3 separate regions of the Mus musculus genome follow, and regions 1 and 3 are each linked to region 2. A link is a contact called in public Hi-C and HiChIP or PLAC-seq data. All regions are on one chromosome and are shown on one strand. Each heading gives the region's core, a stretch centred on a gene start, on an enhancer-like site or on the middle of the called end of the contact. The rest is flanking DNA. Distances are from core to core; before and after follow the strand shown.

Region 1 (4,489 bases), core at 1,877-4,376, 380 kb before region 2:
AATTTGAAAAGCTTAATCTTAAACTCAAGCTCTGTGAGCCAATTTCAGCCACAACAAATTTTGGCATTGGGTTCTAAGTTCTGTATAATAGCATAGGGCGCCTGGCTGCCTTAACTAAGGAGGGATGAGAAGGGGGAGCATATAACTTAACGCTTTGAAGAGTAAGTATGTCAGAGGCTGCCATTCTTACATTGAATATTCCAGCATTATTTATTTGATCAAAGTAAAATACACTTTCCCATTGCTATAAACTACAGTTGTTCACACACCCACATTTTTTTTAAACGATGTGTCAACAATTTTGTATTGTACATAAAATGTTTGGTTTAAAAAACAAAACAAAAAAACCCTTAAATGCTCTCTAGGCATTTTAATTGCTGTAAGATTTGACTTCCCAGACATCTACGTGGTATGAGGGATGGCAGGTCAACACTTGAGCTTTACCATAACTAGGGCATAAATGACAAACCTGACTTTGGCTAACATCATTGAGAACAACTTGGGACCAGGAGCAGAGCTATTCCAGGAGGTGGCAGTGAAGCTGCAATCATTCCTATTTATCGGGAGCAAACATGGTAGGTTACATACATCATAAACTATTGGAGATAAGAGACTTCAAACACAACCCCTAATAAAAAGCATGCATCATGACTATCAGTTAGCTCTGTAGTGCAGAAGTCTAGGATGACTCACCTCTAGTATCCTGAATCTGTCCTCGCTATAGGGGTTATCTGAGCAGCATTGACCATGAATTAGTAAATACTGACATCGCAATGCCGGCATGCACAGGGAAGTTTGTGGGTTGGGTGGTGGGGAGCCACAGCTATCCTTCTAACTTTCACAGAGCCTTGGAGCCTAGGGAGATGGTAAGCGAAGATCTGAATTTTGAATGCAGTGTGAAGGAGCTGCAGAAGCCATACCTCTCACTCTTTGGCCACTCTGTTCCATTCCAGTGGCTGGAAGAATGCTCAGAGGGGCCCAAGTCAGCATTCCCGCTCTTGGATCTACTCAACACAGAACTGTTGGCTTAACTCTGTGCTCATGTGGATTAGTACATGCTAAAATGCCTTTACTGGTTTCCCCCCCGGGGTTTCTAAAATTGTGTAGTGTCAGAACCAGAGCTTAGCTTATTTGGGAAACAGGTTCAGCACCTCCAAGATAAACTGGCCCTGGAAAAGCACACTCTGTGGGTAGGAAGGAGGGCGCTTTGCTTCCGTGGCTCTACATGGAGGAGAAGGCAAGGCGGAGGTTAGAACAACAGGAGGGTAGACGGAGGATTAGCGCTATGAAGCTAGCTTGGGTTCAAGGGAAAAAAATAAACCAGAAACATCCATTGGTACTGCCCCCTTACTCTTTATACAGATTTGTATTTAGAAAAATTAGGGAACTACATTTGCTCATAGCCTGAGAAAATGAATCAGAGTATAGCAATTAGGCTCGTGAAAATCTACAGGGGGAAAAAAAAACTGCTATCAACGGATAATGCCGAACATGGAAAAACTAACAACAGAGAAATAAATGTACAGTCATCAAGAAACCAAAGGCTTTTCCTGTCTTGCCCGAGCCCTGCCGTGGCACAGTGCTGAGATGAGTTGGGGGGAAATTCAAGCACTATTGCTTTCTCTTCTATGGCTTTTGTTGACGCTCGTGTGCCGATTATGACTTGGTTAATACAGGCCAAGCTATATACAGCTGTTGACTTTTAATACACAGCAGGGGGCGGGGCTATGACAGTCACGTGACACGCCAGTACACCCATTTCACTCACACACACACCCCCCTTGCCCACAGTCAGACTGAAATAAAAATCACAAGAAGGTGTCTCTGGTGAAGAACATTATAAAGGTTATAAATCTTTATCTTAATAGGGCCCTGAGAGTTTTCCCCTATGCTTAGGTGAAGGAAGGCAAAGAACAAGGTTCCCTCGTTCCGTAAGTGCTTTGTGCAACTATGTCCACTTCAGTTCCGAAATCTGTTTTTGGAGGAGGCTTTTGGACCAAGTTAAAAGTCTCCTATTGGAGCTCTCTATTCGTACGTAGCTGAAACGGTTGGCGGCTGCTCTCCCGATATCCTGGGGATATTCCAGAGAGCTAACGCAGCAACTCGAGTTCCCATGAACTCTGAACTTCGGGTCAGTCCCGCAGAAGCGCACCTCAGTGCCTTCAGAGAGTCTCCTGCGTTCAGAAGCCGTCATCTGGGTGAGATGCTGGGGCTGGAGAAGGAACCAGAATTCCTGGGGGACTGGAAAGGGATGGCCGAGGAGGTGGGGGATCTCTTGGGGCTGCACAGGTCTCCGTTGTGCAGTTTCCACAGAAGTTCCTCGTTCTCCATGGACAGTCTCTTGTTGACCTTCGACTCCTTCTCAAGGGACTCCTGCAGCGCGGCCTGCTCGGTGGAAAGTTGCCTGGAAAACAAAACCCAGAGAGCATATGAATCCAAGTCAAAAAGGAACTACTACTGTTTATATCTGAAGGTTCAAGAAACTTCTTCTGGGGGAATACACAGGTTCTTGTCCAGGGTCATCAATTTTTTTTTTCTGATTTTTCTCTCATATAGCTCATCCTCACCACGATTTCCCCTCCCTCCTCTCCTCCCACTTCTCTTCAGAAAAGGACAGGCCTCCCAGGACTATCAACCAAACATAGGGTTCCTGGTTGGGGTTTTTTGGTTTGGTTGTTTGTTTGTTTGTTTGTTTGTGACAGGGTTTCTCTGTGTAGCTCTGGCTGTCCTGGAACTCACTCTGATGACCAGGCTGGCCTTTAACTTAACCTGTTTGAAGCAGTCCAGAGTGCTGGGACAAAAGGCATGTGTCACCACTGGCATATGGGTCATAGATTTTTTTTTAAGCTGAGAAACCCAACTACTACAAATAAGGAAGCATATAGATGAGTGTTAGAGGACTTGCCTAATGTGTGTGAGGCCCCCTGGCTCAAGGTCTGTGGACCACAAAAAGGAAAGCAAAACTCCCGAATACCAGAGCCTCAAGCCTGACCCAAATAAATAATCCTGAGTAATTGCTGGCAACTCTAGTCTTTGGGAGATTTCCCAGTAGGCAATGGGGCACTTGCACAAGGCTTGTTTTATTTCTGTCTTAACTCAAGGCCTCTTTCTGTTCACGTGTGTTGTTACCCCTTGTCTGACAGCGCCATTACAGTTAGTGAGCTGCAGTTAGGTGAGAGGTCTAGGGCACCTTGGTAAATGCATGAACCATTCTCCTGCTTCTCTCACATGCCTGGGAGGTGCCTGGTGGAGCGTAGCCAGAAGGGACCGTAGATGTCCGAGGATGAGGAAAGGGGAAATAGACTCTTGTAGGTTTACCTTGAAATTGCCATGTGTTTGTCCATGCGAGCTTTTAACTCCTCGTTTTCCTGCTGGAATCGCTTCAGCTTGTCAACCAATGCTGTGTTATTGTCCACCTTAGTATAAAACAAGGTTTGTAGTTATATATATATATATAAGAAATGAATAAATAAACTCTCTCACTTCTTAAGCATATTCCCAATACACGGCACCATCAACAAGTTGATCAGGAGGAGCCATAGTGGCACACTGATGTCTTCATACACCGACCACGGTGAGGACATGTGTTCATCAAACACAGAAATAAGAGAGCTAGGCAGTAATGTTTTTATTCTAGGTGACACTTTCAGAGATGTCCTGCTGGGAGCTGGTGTCCTGCCTAGGTGACCATGGGTGCTGGGTCTCTTCCTCAAGGCAGTAAAGGAAACACTGCAGTTTAACTGTCTCCGTTCACACAACCCCTGTATCTACAGCACTCGTGTACACATACGCAAAGAAGGAAGCGGGGAGAGGAGGAGGAGGAAGGGGGAGAGTTAGGGACAGAGGGAGGGTGAGAGGGAGGAAGGAAAAAAGAAACTAGACAGAGGAAGGAAGGAGAAGAGGAAGGGAGGGAGCCTATAGGTCTTGGCCATACTGAGGAAAGCCTTAAACTTATTCCAGGATGGTTTTGGCATTTACCTCCAGGTGGCCCTATGGAGATACAATGTAGCAAGGTTAGGTAAAGAAGTAACTGAAGAAAGCAGGCTTCCCTGCTCAGTTCAGGCCAAGGGACACTTGTGCTCTTTCCAGCCTTACACAAACTGATCAGTTGAGTGGTTATAGGCATTTAAAGTCACTGAACATGGTGACCCACTGATCCCATCCTGGCTCCCTTCCGTAAGGAATGGTTTATTGCTTCTTTAAGAGGCAACATCAAAGCTCAGAGTGAACTTAACATGAGGTCAAAAATGAACCCCCAAGTCCCTGTCATGGCAGCTGGCTATGGCGCATCTGTTTGGATTACAGCACCCAGGTGAAATTCTTGTTTTTAAGACATCCTTGAGTCCAGAAAATCCTCATGACATGCCATTCAGATGAAATAACTTTCTAAAAAAAAAAAAAAATCTACAGGATGAAAAAAAAGAGGGGTGGGGGAGTTGGGCAGGGGAGAAACACCTTGAAATGCTTTTCAAGGTAAGACACAACCTGG
Region 2 (4,174 bases), core at 765-3,264:
GGGAAAAAAAACAAAAACAAAAACCAAAACCAAACAAACAACCCTCCCAAAAAAAAACCAAAACCAGATAAAGAAACAAACAACAAGATATCTTCATTTAAAAACAAAGTATTAAGAAAGAATAAAAGCAAACAAACACAAAAATAACAGCTCTAAGGACATGAAACTGCTCTGAGTTCATAGCTGCACATTAACACCTTACAGGCCTATAGGACCCCATGGACTTGTGTTCTGCTCTTGGACACAAAGAGGAATTAAGTACCGCAGAGACAAAGTGAGACAAAGCAAGCTTGTATCATGATTGTGTCTACACACTGATAAAGAGTTACACACTGTGTAACTCAGAACAGCATCTCTTGCTAAATCAAAGGATGCTCTGCTTCTACTCTCTACAACAAATCCTGGGTTACACTCAAATTCTCCAAGTATTTTGTTTAGAATTTGTTGTTACTTAACCCACGGTTGAAAAGGTCTATATCAGTCCCTCACATCAAACACTAGACCTAGTTTGCTCAACCATTATGTGTCCTTTGGTAATCTTTGGGCAAAAAGGCACAAGCTATCAAAATACTTAATTCTTCAACAATTCTTACAATCCCAACCAAGTTTGGTAAATCAATTCTTTATCTACACTAGAGCAAACGTTTTGCTCTTCCTTCAATCTTTTGTACATACTATGTGGGTTTTGGTCACTGAAATTACTCTGTATACCATTCTGCATTCTACTTTGTGTTGTGTGGTGTTTTTCAGACAAGGTTTCTCTGTGTCCATTGTTGTCCTAGAACATTCGCCTACCTCTATCTCCCAAGTGCTGGGATTTAAAGGCGTGTGCCACCCTCTGCCCTGATGTGCATTCTACTTTTATCTACTAAGTATCTATTCTAGTGGCTGGCTAATTTTCTCTCTCTCTCTCTCTCTCTCAAATTCAAAAAAGCATTTCTCCTTCTAGGAATAAAATTAAAAGAACTCCTGCTGCTCCCATTTCCAATGTCTTGCCTCTTTTCAAAATTCTTGTCATCTGGCACAGGTAAGGTGCATCCAGGTTCCTAGTTATCAAATCTGGCAACAAAACAGTCTTCAATTCTATAGCCTTTATAGAATCGATCTATGAAATGTCGCTGTCGGGCTTTGACCTAGAGGCTGAACTTAGAAATGTTTCTGGGAACAACGATGTGACCTCTGGCTACATTTTTCACTCCAGGGCTATACTTCCTCTTCTAGTAAATACAAGAATCATGTTAGTTCCTCACAGTCTCTTGCGGATATATAAAGTCTGTGGCATTGTGACTTGGTCGAGCAGCACCACGGTACAGACAGACATTCCATGCCTGGGCGTGAAGGCCACAGCCAGTACAGCCTTCTTAGGGGGGCGGGGTGGGGGTGGGTTCCCATCATCTGGGCTAAGACTGCATGTGACCCATAGCTTCCTGCGATGGTTTCTTCAGGAAAAAGCACTAGGTAACCAGGCAGAAAATACTACGGCCACCAGTCAATCGTTAGCTTTTTCTCTGGAGAGTTCCGCCTACAGTAGCTGGTAATCTCAAATATAAGATTGGAGAATGCGTGAATCCTACACAGTTGTTCTTGAAAGTTAGAACTTCCCTAAAATGTGTACTCGGTCCATACAGCAGCAAAGCCACTTAGCCCGGGGTTCACAAGCCACATTTGCACCCATACTCCGCGGGACCGAACCAGAGTTCCCCCGACGCCTCACGGAAGATACAGACCGCGAGCAGGTGTCCCTCACCCGCCCCGCCACAGCTGCGCCCACCTCCCCCTGAGCCCGCGCCTGCACCCCCATCTGTGCCTCGGCTGGAGCTCACCCACCGGCGGCACATCCTGTGCCTGGGCGCAGGTGACTGCCGCGGCTAGGACCCAGGTGAGAAGACTTTGGCCCCGCATCTTCCCAGCTGCAAGCGCCGCTCCGAGGGACTCTAGCAGCAGCTGCAGCAGGGACCACCTCCACCAGCAGCAGGCCGCACCCCAACGCGTGATCAGCGACCCTGGGCCACACCATGCACGGCAGGGGACACGCCAGAGATAGAGGCGCCGGGCCGAGTCCCTAGAGCGGAGTCCGCGCACAGGGCCGAGAGGGGCTGCGCCCCCAGCACGCCACGCAGTGGTTTCGTCCAGCCTTAGCCGCACCCCGGGGCGGGACTTCCAGTTTTCCTCTGGCCTTCACTCGTTTGGAGCGCGGGGGCCGGGGCAAGACGCTGGTGCTGGAGGATTTCTGAGGGCGGACGCCGACTGACTCGGGAGAGGTTGGCTCCTAGGCGTCGCGGTTCCTGAGCCCACCAAAGGGACAGAGTTTCAGAGCATAGCGTCAGACCTAGTTTGCCTTCTGGGGAAGGCTGGCTCCAAGTGAGTCACTCAATCCATCCATCCTGCCCGAGGGATCACAACCAGAGAGGACAAGTGTCAGGGTCAGAAGTTTCATCTCTCGGGTACTCTAGGTACTTAAGGCACTGCTAAATCCTAGGATTTAGATTTTAGTTTCTTGCTGTTATGTCCGGGGTTGGAGAGGTTGAAGGGGTGGGACCTTCATCGATGTATTTGTCGCCGCGTTACTCAACTCCTGTTTTCCTTTAGCTCGTGAGAAGCCAGTTGGTCCAGCGGACCTAAACCTAGGACAGGTACTTGGTACTTCATAGTCTACTTTGAAAAGCAGATAAAAGTGAAATACTTGCTTGGCTTTTACCTTGGACAAGGCTCTCCATAATAGGATGAGTTATCTAGAATCCAACAGGAAAAAAATGCCTCTAGATTTACATTTTCTGCTTCGACGACAGGCATCTCAAGAAGTTTGGAGGCTTTTAAAAAAATGCTTCTATAAAACTCACTCAGGACCATTAAAATCCTATTTTAATTCTCACCCCCGACTCCTGTGCTGGGGATCCGAGTATTTTTCCTTTTTGGTGTAAAAAACACCTAAATTTGGAGGCAAATGATAAATAAGTTGGCTTTTGTTTGTTTGTTTTTTGTTTGTTTGTTTTTGAGGAAGTTTAGATGTTGATACACAACACAGGATTAAGAAACACTTAGAGGGCCGGGCGGTGGTGGCGCGTGCCTTTAATCTCAGCACTTGGGAGGCAGAGACAGGCGGATTTCTGAGTTCAAGGCCAGCCTGGTCTACAAATTGAGTTCCAGGACAGCCAAGACTATACAGAGAAACCCTGTCTCAAAAAAAAAAAAAAAACAACAACAACAACAACAAAACAAAACAAAAAAAAACAAACAAACAAAAAAAGAAATCTTACTTAGGTAAGCAAGATTGGAAAATACTTACTTTTTGAAGGGGGACACTGAGGACTGTTTTAGACAGCAACCTGAGGCAGAAAGCTGTCTTCAGTCACTGACTCTGGCGTTTCAAACCTGCCTAGACAAGATAGCAAGATTTCATCTCCAAAATAAAACAAAACAGAATATATCAGGTCTCTGATGCAGAGTTTGAGGAAGCAACAAAAAGGCACAAAGTTCTTCCCTTATGAAACTTACTAGATGGGAAATAGCAAACACCAGGCATGTGAGGTTCATCTGTAAAATAGCAAGCAAAAGCTGTAAATGTTGGGGGATGGGGGGAGGTCGGGCAAGGAGTAGAAGAATGTAGAAGCTAGGAAGGGGATTGGAATTTTTAACATGCAGGCAGGGAAGACATGATTGAAAAGAGGAGGTCTGAACAGTAAGTGGTAGAATTAGTCTGATGGATGCGCAGGAGGATGCGCATCCTGGAGGGAGACAGGGGCTCTGTAGTGCAAAGGTAGACTAGGGAGACTGTGACTGAACAAAAGCTTTGCACCATAAAGTGATACATGTTTCAAGTTATGCTTATTCTGGTGGAAAGATTACACTTTGCAGATTACACATCAAAGCACTAGGCTGTCCTGCATAACTATACATTTCATGCTTTATGTATACGTTAACACATCTTTAGCAAGTGAAATGCTACGACTCGGTTTTTTAAATTATAGTACTAAGTTTAGCTACTTTAAGACTTTCATGCTCATTTCTTCATGCTAACCAAAAACTGAGAAAATAATGTATATCCTTTTAAATGCTTTCAAAGTGAAAGCATTTTTAGGAGATAAAACAAAATAGTAACAAAAGACCAAGGACATTAGACAGAGACAAGATTGTTATTTTTTTTTAAAGTGTACACTATGTTCAGCTACACTAG
Region 3 (4,182 bases), core at 1,378-3,877, 410 kb before region 2:
GTGGCAGGCTTTACCGGCGTTAAGATTGTCTTCAGTAAAAGATTGCACTTGAGGAAGGTGTGGCTAAGCAGCACAGGCAAGGTCCCTCAGAGGCTACAGCAACTGTTTCAGTGGGGTGCTGAGGTAGACTGGGGAATCACTTCCACACTGGACCATTTCCAGTTGCATAGACATCCCCCTTCTTTGAGACCAGAAAAGGGGGGCGGGGAGGGGGTACTTGAAAAAACAATCAGTGTGTTTTATCATTTACCACATGTTCCTGATCTCTCTGCACCCTCCCCTGCTTCCAATGCTTTTTAAAAGCTTCTGCTAGGGGGCTGGTGAGATGGCTCAGTGGGTAAGAGCACTGACTGCTCTTCCAAAGGTTCTGAGTTCAAATCCCAGCAAACACTCAGTGGCTCACAACCATCCACAATGAATTGTGGACAGCTACAGTGTACTTGTATAATAATAAATAAATCTTTGGGCGGGGATGAGTGGGGCCTGAGCAAGCAGAGGTCCTGAATTGTGAGTGTACACACACATTCTTGGCCCTTGCCTTTAGTCTCAGCACTGGAGAGACAGAAGCAGGCAAGGCTCTGTGAGTTCAAGGCCAGCTTGGTTTCTGGGCATAGTGAGATCCTGTCTTAAAAATAAAAACAAAAAGCCAGGTAATGGTGGCACATGCCTTTAATCCCAAAACTTGGGAGGTAGATGTCTGAGCTGGAGGCTGGTCTGATCCATGACAGCCTGGGATACCCAGAAAAACTATCTGGGGGGGGGGGAACAAAAGACAGACAGACAGACAGACAGACAAATTGCAAGTGCAGAATATCAAGCCACAATGTCTCTTCCCAACCCGAGTGTGCCACAGTGAAACATTCTAGTAAAATGGTCCAGATCATAAGATAAATTCCCAGTGGTACATCAGTCGGTCTGTTTCCATCCGTTCTGCAAACATTCCTCGTCTTCAGCTCTGCCATCCACATCGACGCGCTTCAGGTGTGGGGAACAGGGGAAGTCTTAGCACTCTGCTGAGGCAGAAAACAAAGTAAGAAATTTGGACCGTGTGGCCTAGCCAAAGGGTTAAATAAATCTCTGATGAAAGGGGAGAGGTGTGAGCTCTGCACCCTCAAAGTGAGGAGACAAGTTTTTGGCCGTTCCCTAGACCCGCTCCACAGTAAAAATTAAAAACAAAGTCAGGGTTCAAGCATTCATTATCTTTCAGGATGTGCCTGTGGTGTGTGGTGTAGGGTGTTAACTTTTTTTTTTTTTTTCAGTCAAGAACTGGAAGCCCGGAGGAGTGGGTGGGGCACAGCTCTCTTTGATGGCTGGTTCCTCTCAGAACAATAAATAGCTTTTAGGAGAAGAGAAGGCATCTATCTGTCTTTCCACTTGGCTGCCCCGGGTAACTGCTCACTCCACCCACAGACTGTACAAAGGAGGGTGGACCAGCGATGCAGACAGTGGGCTGCAGGCCAGTCTCCTAAGCGGCCCGTCTCACCAGCTTACACGGGGGAAGGAATTCATCCGAAGGGCATTTTCAAAGAAAGGAATGCGAGGGAGTATTTATGACCAGAAAGAACTGGCTGTTGAGAGAGGGGGAGCTGCATAACGTGAGCACCCACTGGCGGTATGCAGAGAAGGGAGCATCTTTCTTCCCCCAGCTAACGAATTGTGGTAAAATACACCCAGAACAGCACCGGTAGCATTTTTTAACCGCGCTTACGTATACAACTCAGTATACATGGGGAAACTGGTTTTGTTAGGCGGACTTGTTTCAAAGTCAAACTCATTTTCCTTCGAAGTTGGATTTTCTTGGCAGAACAAATAAAAAATGACGTGGCCTCGGCTTCTCTTTCTCCTTATGTGGGGCTGCAGGTTAGCTCCGTGCACACGTTGCTGTCCTAGTTAGCATCCACTTAGAGTCACCTGAGAGGAAAGCCTTATAGCCCCGTGTGCATTTCGGGAGGAGGGTGTCTTGATTTTTAATAGAAGCCCTACCCTACTATGAGTGGTAGCATCCTTAGGACAGTAGTGGTCGTGGGAGGGTGTATAAGAAAGCAGCGAAGCTGGTGAGAGATCCAGCAAGCAGCGTTCTTCCGTGCCTTCTGCTTCAGGTTCCTGCCCTGGCTTCTCTCAATAATAGACTGTAACCCCTAAGTTAAAATAAAGCCTTTCCCCCTCTGGAAGTTGCCTTGGGTCCCAGAAACGGAACAATAGCAAGCTGAAATCATTCTCACGGGTGGGACGTGGAACTCAGGAGTAGAGTGCTTGCCTGGTTATAGCAAGGTGCTGGATTAAGTCCTTGGTGTGTCAAGAAATCAAAAGTATATGCTGGAGCCAGCCTCTGATACCTATTTTAAAGTAAATTTCCACCCTGGAAATTAAAAATAAAGAACTCACCGCACCCTAAAGGTAGGACATTCTATGGCACCAGAGCAGGCCCCCACATGTCCCTAGAGATAGACAAGTGGGAAGGCGGGGTACAAGTCTTCTCTGGGTGTACTGGATGTTCTGACGGTGTTAATGGTGCAGAAAAATCACAGCTATGTTCCTTTGGGGGCCGGGGTGGGGGAGGGTAATGACAGAATCCGTCTCCTCTCGAGTTATCAGCATAGAATGAGGTCATGTGTGGAAAGCGCTTGGCTATGTAGCAAGCCTCTCCGTGAAGCGGAGCTATTTTTATTCACTCTATTGTATCCCAAAGAGGCAAAGTGTAGGGACATGGCCCGTCTGTCACAAGTCTTGTTTTCAGAAAAGGGCTTTAGTCTCCTATCTCAGTCTCCTGCAAACTAGATGTCCCACGCTGTAGTCTGGGTCTGGAGTATGACCCAAAAGCTGGTGTCCAGCCAATGGTACTGTTTTGGATCTTTAGAAGTGGAGCCTAGGCAAGCTTCTGACCTTCAGGCTAAACTCCTCCCCAGTTACCTAGCAACAGTGAAGACCATAAAAAGGGGTGCTCAGCCCGCACCTCACACCTCGTCCTCTTATTCCTTTGTCCTCTCACCTCCCTCTTCTCTTACTTCTCTCTCCTCTTCCCTTTTTCTTTGTCTTCTTTCCTCTCTCCTATCTCTCTTCTCTCTCTCTCTTCCTCCTTTCTACCTTCTCTCTTTCCCCTGCATTTCCATAATACAGCTCTAAAACCAAAAAATAAAAAAGAAGAAGTGGGGCCTAGGGAAAGGAAGTTAGGCCATTAGAAACGTTTCTTTGAAAGGACTATTGAGACACTGGTCCCTCTCCAGTCCGTCTCTCCTTACGTGTGTGTGTGTGTGTGTGTGTGTGTGTGTGTGTGTGTGTGTGTGCGCACCCGTGCATGTGTGCATGTATACACATGTTCGCATGGTCTCTGTCTGTCTGTCTGTCTGTCTGTCTCTGTTTCTCTCTCTCTCTCTCTCTATTCCACAATGATGTTCTTCACTGGGACCACCAAGCCATTATAGACTAAAATACCTTAAATCGCCAGCCAAACTAAACCTTTCCTCACCAAAAGTTGATTTCTGTGGGTATTTGGCTGCATTTAGGGAAGGCTGAACTAGCACAGTCCACAGCACCACAGTGCTGAACGCGTCACACTAACTGCCCTGGGGTACTGTGAGAGCCAGCGATCCAGCGCCCCGCCCTGTGTCTCCACATACTTTTCAAGGAAGGAGGAAATGCTTTCCGCTAACTTTTGTTTTAAAAGAATGTTAAACAAAAATCCTCTCATTTCTTGAACGTTATGAAAAGTCTTTATGTGATTTTCCCCAGATGTGCTGCACGGTATTACAATATAAAAAGAACGTTATGCTGGCAAAGTCAAGTCCATATGGCAAGTCAGACAGACTAAGGATAGGACAAAACTCTTGCAGATGACAATTTGGAGACTGTCGTGCAGTGGAAATGGTTTAGGGTGTCACTGAGCGACTCTGCCTATTCTCCTAATGCGATCCCGCTTCGATCAATATGTCTACATGTGGGTGAGGTCTGGGGTTTTATTTGCAAAAATAAAACTTGATATTATTGAGGTATGAACATTTTTGCCAAGAGTTTCAATATATAAAGTCTAAATAAAACTTTTTAGAAGGTTTGTCAGATGACGAAAGCTGGAAAGGGGGAATAAAGGATAAGCTATAAAATGGAGAATTGTATGTCCTGTGGTAAGTAACTGTTCAAAGGAGCATGCCACAAAAAGGGAATTAACCCAGAATGTCAGAGCTTTGC

The links. Hi-C and Micro-C count contacts between places; a contact is called where the count stands out from the background. HiChIP or PLAC-seq counts read pairs in DNA pulled down with a chosen protein or histone mark.
Region 1: a FOXA1 HiChIP or PLAC-seq map of pancreatic cancer cells shows a contact between it and region 2. The contact joins the enhancer-like site here to the promoter of Asah1 in region 2. A contact is called at or near these places in 2 of 39 promoter capture datasets (the C10 cell line and neutrophils), 3 of 115 datasets of contacts at active chromatin or transcription factors (embryonic stem cells and pancreatic cancer cells) and 2 of 9 other capture datasets (embryonic stem cells and liver).
Region 3: a Hi-C map of neutrophils shows a contact between it and region 2, with 3 times the contacts expected there. The contact joins the enhancer-like site here to the promoter of Asah1 in region 2. A contact is called at or near these places in 2 of 39 promoter capture datasets (the C10 cell line and neutrophils), 1 of 484 Hi-C or Micro-C datasets (neutrophils) and 6 of 115 datasets of contacts at active chromatin or transcription factors (bone marrow-derived macrophages, embryonic stem cells, memory CD8 T cells and 1 more).

Annotation. Positions count from the first base shown.
Region 1 is chr8:40,991,230-40,995,718 of GRCm38.p6, forward strand. It overlaps Mtus1 (mitochondrial tumor suppressor 1), which reads right to left. Exons shown (of 14, transcript NM_001005863.2): 13 at 3,319-3,416; 14 at 1-2,404. The coding sequence ends at 2,191. Among named protein-coding and RNA genes, the nearest start is that of B430010I23Rik, 24 kb to the right of the region's middle. Within about 2 kb of position 3,127, at least 30 of the 459 cell types and tissues checked have an H3K27ac peak or open chromatin away from gene starts, as enhancers often do. A contact at or near this core is called in liver, where this site is marked.
Region 2 is chr8:41,372,683-41,376,856 of GRCm38.p6, forward strand. Asah1 (N-acylsphingosine amidohydrolase 1) reads right to left here and starts at 2,015. Exons shown (of 14, transcript NM_019734.3): 1 at 1,828-2,015. The coding sequence starts at 1,902.
Region 3 is chr8:40,961,889-40,966,070 of GRCm38.p6, forward strand. All of the region lies in intron 2 of Pdgfrl (platelet-derived growth factor receptor-like), which reads left to right. Among named protein-coding and RNA genes, the nearest start is that of Pdgfrl, 38 kb to the left of the region's middle. Within about 2 kb of position 2,628, at least 193 of the 459 cell types and tissues checked have an H3K27ac peak or open chromatin away from gene starts, as enhancers often do. A contact at or near this core is called in embryonic stem cells, memory CD8 T cells and neutrophils, where this site is marked.